Linked DNA regions of Mus musculus: region 2 is linked to region 1. Evidence: chromatin contacts called from public promoter capture Hi-C data. All regions are on one chromosome and are shown on one strand. Each heading gives the region's core, a stretch centred on a gene start, on an enhancer-like site or on the middle of the called end of the contact. The rest is flanking DNA. Distances are from core to core; before and after follow the strand shown. Region 1 overlaps M1ap (meiosis 1 associated protein). Region 2 holds the start of Mrpl53 (mitochondrial ribosomal protein L53).

The links. Promoter capture Hi-C pulls out the DNA fragments that hold promoters and counts their contacts.
Region 2: a contact with region 1 is called in a promoter capture Hi-C map of the SN4741 cell line, with 2.6 times the contacts expected there. The contact joins the promoter of Mrpl53 here to the enhancer-like site in region 1. A contact is called at or near these places in 21 of 39 promoter capture datasets (the 3T3-L1 cell line, the C10 cell line, the HPC-7 cell line and 15 more), 2 of 15 datasets of contacts at CTCF or cohesin (CD8 T cells and the NIH/3T3 cell line), 50 of 484 Hi-C or Micro-C datasets (the AtT-20 cell line, the Ba/F3 cell line, the C3H10T1/2 cell line and 35 more), 29 of 115 datasets of contacts at active chromatin or transcription factors (the 230-238 cell line, CD8 T cells, the HPC-7 cell line and 20 more) and 3 of 9 other capture datasets (adipose tissue, liver and pancreatic islet).

What each region holds. Positions count from the first base shown.
Region 1 is chr6:83,011,564-83,016,111 of GRCm38.p6, forward strand. All of the region lies in intron 7 of M1ap (meiosis 1 associated protein), which reads left to right. All of the region lies in intron 2 of Gm32644 (a long non-coding RNA gene), which reads right to left. Among named protein-coding and RNA genes, the nearest start is that of Gm32644, 8.7 kb to the right of the region's middle. Within about 2 kb of position 2,063, at least 156 of the 459 cell types and tissues checked have an H3K27ac peak or open chromatin away from gene starts, as enhancers often do. A contact at or near this core is called in the 230-238 cell line, the AtT-20 cell line, the Ba/F3 cell line and 28 more, where this site is marked.
Region 2 is chr6:83,107,240-83,111,787 of GRCm38.p6, forward strand. Mrpl53 (mitochondrial ribosomal protein L53) reads left to right here and starts at 1,869. Exons shown (of 3, transcript NM_026744.3): 1 at 1,869-1,964; 2 at 2,075-2,187; 3 at 2,283-2,693. The coding sequence starts at 1,873. The coding sequence ends at 2,434. It overlaps Ccdc142 (coiled-coil domain containing 142), which reads left to right. Exons shown (of 9, transcript NM_001081266.1): 7 at 216-393; 8 at 516-715; 9 at 852-1,882. The coding sequence ends at 1,138.

The DNA.
Region 1 (4,548 bases), core at 813-3,312:
TTTTCCTCTCCTAAATTGGAGTTGTCCTTGTTTCCTGTTCCCAATGCTTTTCAAAAAACTTTTTCGTGAACTCCTAACTTCCCTTCCCCAGCTCCATTTTACCTACGTGGTGAGACTACATTAATCTTTCTCTCTTTCTTTCTTTCTTTCTTTCTTTCTTTCTTTCTTTCTTTCTTCCTTCCTTTTCTCTTTTCTTTCTTTTACTGTTTATTTTTAGACACAGGCTTACTCAATAACTCTGGATGGCTTAGAACTTAGTATGTAGACCAGGCTGGCCTCGAACTCACAGAGATCTGCCTATCTCTGCCTGCATAATGCTGGGTCTAAAGGCATGCACTACCACACCCAGCCTCACCGCCTTCTTGGGGCAGTCCTGACATTGAAGTTTCTCGTGCCTACACCCACTCATTTAATGAGCCTCACCTGCCTGAGAGATCTGTCCATCAGCGTCATTACCTGGATCCTTACTGTGCTAATCCAGCCCTGTTTTACTTGTGCTTTAATACTGCACTCCTTCGCGAGCTGGAGCTGGGATGCTCTCAGTCTCTCCCCTTCTCAGCCTGGCTTAAGCATGGCAGTAAGTCTGCCATCTACAGCTTCAAAATACTGTGTGTCTTCGGCAGTTCAGTGATAGGGAACTTGCCTGGTGTGTGCATGAAGCCGTAGGTTTGATCTCTAGCAACACACACACACACACACACACACACACACACACACCTATATTTGAATACAGACACACAGTCTATATTCAAGGCTTACCATTATTCTCTTCACATACCGTACCATACCCTACAACCAAATGAGTGGGAAGCATTAGCTTCCCCTCTGTTCATGCTGTCTCTTCTCTTCTCTCCATGTGTTCAAATCCTGCCCTAACCTGAAAGACTCAGCTCAACGGTTTCCTTGGTGAGCCCTTCCCAAATGCCTTTTTTCATCAGACCTTGTATATTTTATTCCTACTTTAGAGAAAAGCATATTTCAAGTCATCATTTTTTTTAAAGTATATGTCCGATGATTTGACTTAAGGACTGAGATGTAAACTTAATTTATTCTAAAATCCAAAATGACACACTTGCCCTTTCCTGCTGTTTCTACCACTTCCCCACTCTCCCAGCCAAGTTCTCGGCTTTAGTTAAATTTTGGCTCAGAAAAGAAATTCCCCCTTAATTACCTCTATTTTTTAATGTGTGTGTGTGTGTGTGTGTGTGTGAGAGAGAGAGAGAGAGAGAGAGAGAGAGAGAGAGAGAGGGAGAGAGAGGGAGGGAGAGGGGGCGGGGGAGGGAGTATGGGAATGGGGGGGTGCGCAGAACACATAAAAGAGCATCAGATGTCCTCTCTCTCTCTCTCTCTCTCTTTCTCTCTCTCTCTCTCTCTCTCTCTTTTCCTTTGAGGAAGGATCTCTTCCTGAACCTGAAATTTGTGAATTCTAGACTAGGTTGGAAGGCAGAAACCATAGTCATGCCCCTGCCTCCATGTCCCTCAGAGTTAAGGACCCTTGTAGGGAAATCAGGCTTGTTGTGTGGGTGCTGGGATCCAAATGCCAGTCCTCAGACTGCATACAGGTGCTTTTGATTGCCGAGCCATCTCTCCTGGCCCTCTTACTTTGGAGTGGCTCAGGCAGTTTGCTAAAATATTCTGATAAAAATATCCCTCTTGCTCAAGAAAAGCCTGTGCTTTGGAACTTGATAGCCCTCAGTCTGCTCCTTTATTGCTTCCTGACTGTGAACTTCAGAAACATAATCACATCTCTAACTATGGTGTATTTGTGTGTTCAGAACCCTAACAAACACAGTGACCTCCTGCGGTCTAGTGCCTACAGGATGACATATTAAAAAACATTATTCAGTGACCCAAAAGAAATTTTTAACTAATTAATTTGTGTTTTCAAAAACACCAGAGAAGAGCCCTCTTATAACTACAATGGCATAGAAATGAATAGACTTTTCTCCTTCACTCAATAATTATCTGTAACCCAGAGATGCTGTCCCTAAGCCCTTTTACACACATGCGTGCACACACAGTCACTCTCACCACATCCTCTGGGCCTGTTCTTTGCCTTCCTCCTCCCACTCAGCCACAGAGTCTACACTGACTTAGCTTCTCTGACATAATTTGCAGCATTGTGAGGTCTTGTGTAAAATATTCAAGGCCAGCGCTAGCAAGGCTTCTGTGAGCGGTCAGCAGGAGAGAAAGAAAGGGAAGAGGCACATCTGAGACACGCTAGCAGCTCTTGTCTCTGTCACATCTAACCGAAACTATAAAAAGTGCCTTGCATATTTTTGAGTGCTTAGAACTACATGTGTAAACCTGGCACATATCTGGCGTGTGGTTTACACAGAGTTGTTGGCTACTACTTTTATAATTTCCATTTGTTTCCTCCTGTTTTCTTTTTTTCCTGTTTTGATTTTTTCAGACAGCGTCTACATAGTCTTGGCCTTCCTGTAATTGCTATATAGACCAGGCTGGCCTCGAACTCACAGTGATCCACCTGCTGCTGCTTCCTGAGCGCTGGGATTAAAGGCATGTCTCATCGTGCCTGGCTCTTATTGTTTCCTTTCAATATCATTACATTGTTTGTGTGTGTGTATGTGTGTCTGTGTGTGTGAGAACTCACTCACAAATGTAAAGATCAGAGGACAACTTACAGGAGTCAGTTCAAGCCTAATGACCAGAATTTGATCCCTGGGACCTCCACAGTGGAGAGAATCTATACTTGCAATCACTCCCACACCCCACCCACCCCCACCTCTCTCCTCTCTCTTTCACACACACACACATACACACAAACACACACAACTCACACAGACACACAAACACACTCACACATACACCCATACAAACAAACACATGCAGTTTTAAGCATTTAAGACTCTTTACGGTTAAGCCTTAATCGGTGCCTTTGTTTTTATTCTTTCTTTTGTCTTTTGGTTTTCAAACTTACAGTCCTACATGACTTTTTTTTTTTAACATAACAATATTTAGTAAAAGCCTCACCTTGTGAATAAGTGTATTATAGAGGCTTCAGTTGGTAGAGAGGGCTCGCCCTTCCCTGCACCAGGCAGATAGAGCACTCGGGTACCGTGCTGAGTCACAGCTGGGCAGCCATCCTGCTACAGCTCAGCCTATCTTCCAGAGCTTTCAGCGACAAGCCTGGTGTGCTGCGTGTCTCTCCTCACCCTAAAAGGTCTCAACCCTGATCATTTCCACCCAAGTCTCCTTAAACACTTAGCTTCTCTCACGAATTTCTGCCTCCAAATCCATTTAACTCTAGTATATCACAAATGTCCTAAGTGGAAAACTGGCTTGAGTCACACCCTACCCCACCAGCAGATCTCTGCCAAAAGATCTGCTTCCTTGTAAACATCTCTTAACAGATAGGAATCCTAGATTCTGAGCTCCACCACTATGACTACCACCATCCCCTCCCACTCAAAGTCAACGTATGCCCTCAGGGAAATGGAGCTAGCCTAATTCCTACCTCTCTCTGGATCTTTCTCCTCTAGAGACTATAATTGTACCATTAAATCTGTACTTCTTTGTCAGTATTCAAGGACCAGCTTTATACATTTCCCATTGTATTCTCTTCACATAACATAGATTCCACACTATCTAGCTTCTCTGACTGTCCTGGGAGGGAGAAGCGGTCTGAGGTGATCTCTAGATGCAGACGTAGTTGTTATCATGAGCTCTCATCCACCTTTGTCACCCGACTACACACACACAGCACAGTCTCTAATTCACCCCAGCCACTCCGTGTTTTCACTGCCAGGTTCATGAGCTTCCGCACAAGTCAGAGTATAGGTGAGTGTGTTTGATATTCCCTCTCCTCCACCTCTTCATTTGCAGCAGCTTTCTGGACAAGACACATGCTGCACTAATCAGATCCTAGCCATTGGTGTCAACCTATCAGGCTCCTCGGCTGTAAAAGTTACATAACCTTTCCATCTACACTTTGCACAATGCTTTAAGCCTTAGTCAAATGCAGTCAGAAGTGTACTTTCCATTCCCTGGTTTTTTGTTTTGTTTTGTTCTGTTCTGTTCTGTTCTGTTCTGAAATTTGCTCCATTTCTGTCTTCCTCAAAGTTTGTTTTATTTGGGTATCTGACTTTCATCAGAAAAGATTTACCCAGTCTTTCTGATCAATAGTATTCTCTGTCTTTATATTATATGATAACAGTTCTTGGAGACAAGAACAAACATCTCTCCATTCTACATAGGAAATTGATGACAGACCAAAGTAGAGACACCACTAAAGTCCAGTTTGGTGAATCAATGAGTTCTATTGGGATTCCTTAGGGGAATATGGGCAAGGGGTTACTTACAGGAACAGAAATGACTCAGAGACAGCTGCATTACCAAAAACCCACACCAGCATGGGCGACGGCTCACAAAGGCCTGAAACCAGGAACACAGTGCATAGCTGCAGGCAGCTGGACAAGAGTAGGCAGGGCAGAGTGTTCTTAACAGGTAACTGACTTGGTCTGTGTCTCCTCCAGGCAGCTTGCTTGTTCTGAGCCTCTTCTAAGCAGCTCTTCTCTCAGAAGTCCT
Region 2 (4,548 bases), core at 619-3,118, 95 kb after region 1:
TGAGTGAGCTACAACCCCCAGCCCACTGTCTTGGTAATCTCTCACTTCCACCTTTCTCCTTCGGGTTCCTGGTATAAATGGTCCAAGCCCTCCCCAGTTGTGGCTCCACACCACTGTCAACATCTTTGTCCTTACCCTTTGTGCCCTTCCTTCCCTCTGGAGCCCACTGGACTTCTGCAGTCTCTCCATCTGTCTTTTCTCTTGTCTCACTCCAGAACCTCCCAGTGACCCTAGTGAGTACGCTCGGATAGTGGTCTACTCTGTGTTGGAGCCTGTGTTGCAAGGACTTCAGGGATTGCCACCTGAAGCCCAAGCCCCTGCCCTCGGCCAGGCACTGACAGCCACACTGGGCGCCTGGCTTGACCACATCCTCACCCATGGGATCCGGTTCAGGTATGAAGGAAAGATGCTAGTGGCAGAGGAAGAATGCCAAACAGGGAAAATGGAGACCATTTGGGCAGAGCAGTCTGGGGAGGCAGAAGTGTCTGGTGGCCACATTGTACCTGGACATCTAGCCTGCAGGGGGCGCTGCAGCTCAAGCAAGACTTCGGAGTGGTCAGGGAGGTTCTGGAACAAGAGCAGTGGGGCCTGTCGCAGGAGCTTCGCCAGACTCTGCTCTCACTCAGCATCTTCCAGCAGCTAGATGGGGCCCTGCTGTGTCTCCTGCAGCAACCCCTGCCCAAGAATCCAGTCCACAGAAGACCTCCCCGTTGCTGTGAGTTATCACCACTCCTCAACCCCAGGCTTTTCTAAGCCCTTCCAGGGGTGCTTTCGAACACCCACACCCAATCTCACCATTGCTTTGGCGTCAGCATTCCCCACCAACCTGCCGTCCACTCCTGCCTTCCCAGGTCTCTGTTATGAGGTCCAGACCACTGAACTGCCCACCAGCAGCCTCAACAGCCTGGAAAACTTGGCACCCCCTCTTCGTCTTGGAGTCTCCCCTGCCCAGAACACTCACCTGCTAAGCACCCTGGGGGGAGGAGGACGAGGAGGAGGGGGAGGGGGAGGACCAGGACCTAGTCCTGAGGCTTACCTGGTGGGAAACCAGCAAGCCTGGCTTGCCCTGAGGCTGCACCAACACCCACGTTGGCACCTGCCTTTTTTTTCTTGCCTGAGGACAAGTCCTGAACCCTAAGTTGACTAGGACCAGGGGTTGCAGATCATGCCCCAGACAAGGAACTGTATGCTAGAGAAGCTTAAACCTGGGTGCTTGATAAAACATGTTCATAAACTAGAGTCCAGAATTGAACCCCCAGATCATCCTAGGATCTGCAATCCAGAGTAATAGGCAAACTACAGCCTGAAATCTGGATGTCGGAAACAATGAAGACATCTTGGAGCTAAAACTAGAAGGGGTCTACAGGGCTAGCGCTCAGGAGACAGGCAAACCTTGCTTTCTCTCGAATCCCAGGAGCAAAGCGAAAACTGATTCATGAGGAAACACAGACAAAGCAGACATTTCTACACGTGGAGGGCAGTCTTACCCCTTCCCCGTCTCTGTTTCTAGTCATTAGGCTGTAGGGCCTGGACATTTAAGCCTTGGCTGTTGCTACAGGGGCAGGGCTTGCCTTCTGCTGGGTGGACAGTCCCCGCAGTGACATCCTTTCCAAGGAAGGAGCCAGGATGTGGGGTGGTGCTGACCTAGATCTCGCAGGCAGGACCCCGAGGGAGAGGGCTGAAGGACGTTTTCCTGCGAAGGGGATTTTGCACATTCACTGCTTATGCTGTGTGGCACAGAACACTGCTAATGGCTGAAGTATTCGCGGGTGGCCCCGGAGGTCAGCCGCGCGAAGTACCGCGGAGCCGCCGGAAGCGGTCCGTTCCAATAAACCGATCCCCAGTGCTACTCCTTCCGGGGTGGAGGTAACCATGGCGGCGGCTTTGGCTCGGCTCGGACTACGGCCGGTCAAGCTGGTTCGAGTTCAGTTCTGCCCGTTTGAGAAGAACGTGGAGTCCACGAGGTACGGGTTCTGGGGAGGTGGGAGGCGTCCGTGTTCCCCACGCGTGCGCGCGCACCCTCGTCCCGGCTCCCTGGTCCCCCGGACGCGCTCACGCTGCCCTCCGGCCGCAGGACCTTCCTCCAGACGGTGAGCAGCGAGAAAGTCCGCGCCACCAACCTCAACTGCTCTGTGATCGCCGACGTGAGGCACGACGGCTCTGAGCCCTGCGTGGACGTGTTGTTCGGTAAACCTGGTAGGGACGCGGGTGGGCGAGGGCAGATCGCCGCCATAGCCCTGCATAGTCAGGGTCCCTAACTCATCGGTTTGCATCTCCCCCAGGAGATGGGTATCGGCTGATTATGCGCGGTGCCCACCTCACCACTCAGGAAATGTTAAGTGCCTTGGCCTCCCACATCCGGGACAGGAACGCCGCGGCAGCATCTGCACCGGGCGCAGACAAGGTCGCCCCGGGTACGAGTACCCGCCGCTGATATGGCAGAAGAGTCCAACAACCAAATGTTAGCTTGAATCTAAAGACAGTGAGTGGTCTGAGAAGACCTGGGCTTTAATCACTCAAAATGCTGCATGGAGCTCATGATACGGAGCAAGAACACTAACAACAGGGCTTCTGGGGCAAGATAAGTAAGTTTGGGTGGTGAAGGGCCCCGACAAATTGGAATTTTTCTTTCTCAGTGTTTAACTTTATTTGGATCTGTCAACCAAGTACATTTTAATTAAATATTTATTGCCAAATGAATGCTATTTTTCTCAGGTTGTTTACTTGGATTTTGAGAGAGGGTCTTACCATGAGCTAACCTGAAACTTAGTAAGAAGACCAAGGTGGCCTAGAAATGTGAAAGCATTTTTCTGCTTCAGGCTCCTCAGTGCTGGGATTCTAGACAGCCACCACCCTCAGCCTACAGTACTCATCTTCCTTAGTAGTGTTGTCTACTCTTCATTCACTCTCATGGAACCACCCATTCTGTCATAATTTCAACTACTCAGGATTTAAACCCTACCTTTTTATTTGGTTCTAACCCCATCTTCTATGATTAGCTACTGCCAATTTCCCCCATATGCCACCAACATTCTTTCCTTCAAGTGGAACGGTCACTTGGCTCTTCTGACTTCCTGCTCAGCCTTCTAGGCTAGAAATGTAGTGTTTCCTCTCCTATCCCTTCCCTTTCTCCGTAGATCCAACCAGTCTGTCTGCACTGAGGGGAAAGAGAGGAGCCAGCCCCGTCTATTGGCACACACTATCCAGGCTACTCAGGAGGCCAGCCTGGTCTACTTATCGAGACCCTTCCATTCTCACTCATTTCCTGTACCACTTTTATTCTCCTGCCTGGTGTCATTTTCCCTTATCATTTTAGCTGCTATGAAATCTCATCCTTCACATGGGTAATAATGGCTTACTTCCCACAGTCCGGAAATAGTTTTTGGTTAACATCCATTAATGTGACCATGAAGTCATTTTAGAGGATCAAATGGCATAAAAAGTTATCCATTCGAGGCCAGAGGAGTAGCTTAGTGTTTAAGAGCACTAGCTACTCTTCCAGATGACCAGGGTTCAATCTCCAGTACTCACATAGCAGTTCACAACTGTAACTCCAGTTCTAGGGCATCTGACACCCTCTCACAGACATGCATGTAGGCAAGACACCAATGAATGCACATTAAAAATCAGAAAAAAAAGTCGTACAAAAAAAGTTATCCATGCATGCCATGTGTTATTTTTTTTTTAACTTTTAGTTTTTATACCTCTACCTCCCTTCCAACCTTTCTTCACCCTAATCCCTTCTGACACCCCAGCATTATGTAGGAGAGAAGATTAGAGGGGGAGGGGATATAGACCTCTATAGGCTACTTCCTGCTGATTAGGGTCCTTGGGTTCCTTGGGGCAAGTCCAGTCTTCATCATCAGAATATCCAGCAAATGCAGCCGCAGCAAGAGGGATCAGCAGCTGCAGCAGGCCCTCTCCAGAGTCCCCAGAATTAATCTCTCTGCAGCAGGTAAAAATCACACCCCTGCTAGTGCACAAGGCAGTTCATAATCACCGGCTGGGACACAGCTTCTTACCCCACACCTGGCACTAAAACATAACTGAATTTCTAAAGAAACCAACATTCTTACTACAGCCACAAGAGTATTCTTTTAAGAAGTTTTAGTTTTGAATAAATGACTGTATATTTTATAAATAAAGACACTCTAGCATATGTGTGTGTGTGTGTACACTGGGTTACGGTATCATTGTTTTCTTTTTGTGTATGTATATGTATGTAGGTGCACATGCCTGTGTTTGCAAATGTGGAAGCCAAAGGTTGTGTATTTTCCTTTACCATGTTCCATCTGTTTTGGATTTTTGTTATTGTTTTGTTTTGTCTTGTTTCCAGATAAAATGTCTCACTGAACCTGACCTTACTCTTTTCAGCTAGCCTAGCCAGCAAGCACCCAGAATCCCCTATCTCCATCCCCCAAGTGCTGTGGTTACAGGCATATATTACCCCACCTAGCCAGCAAGCACCCAGAATCCCCTATCTCCTTACCCCAGTGCTGCGGATGCGCCCTGGCCTTTTATGTGAGCATGCTGGATCCCAAGTCAGTT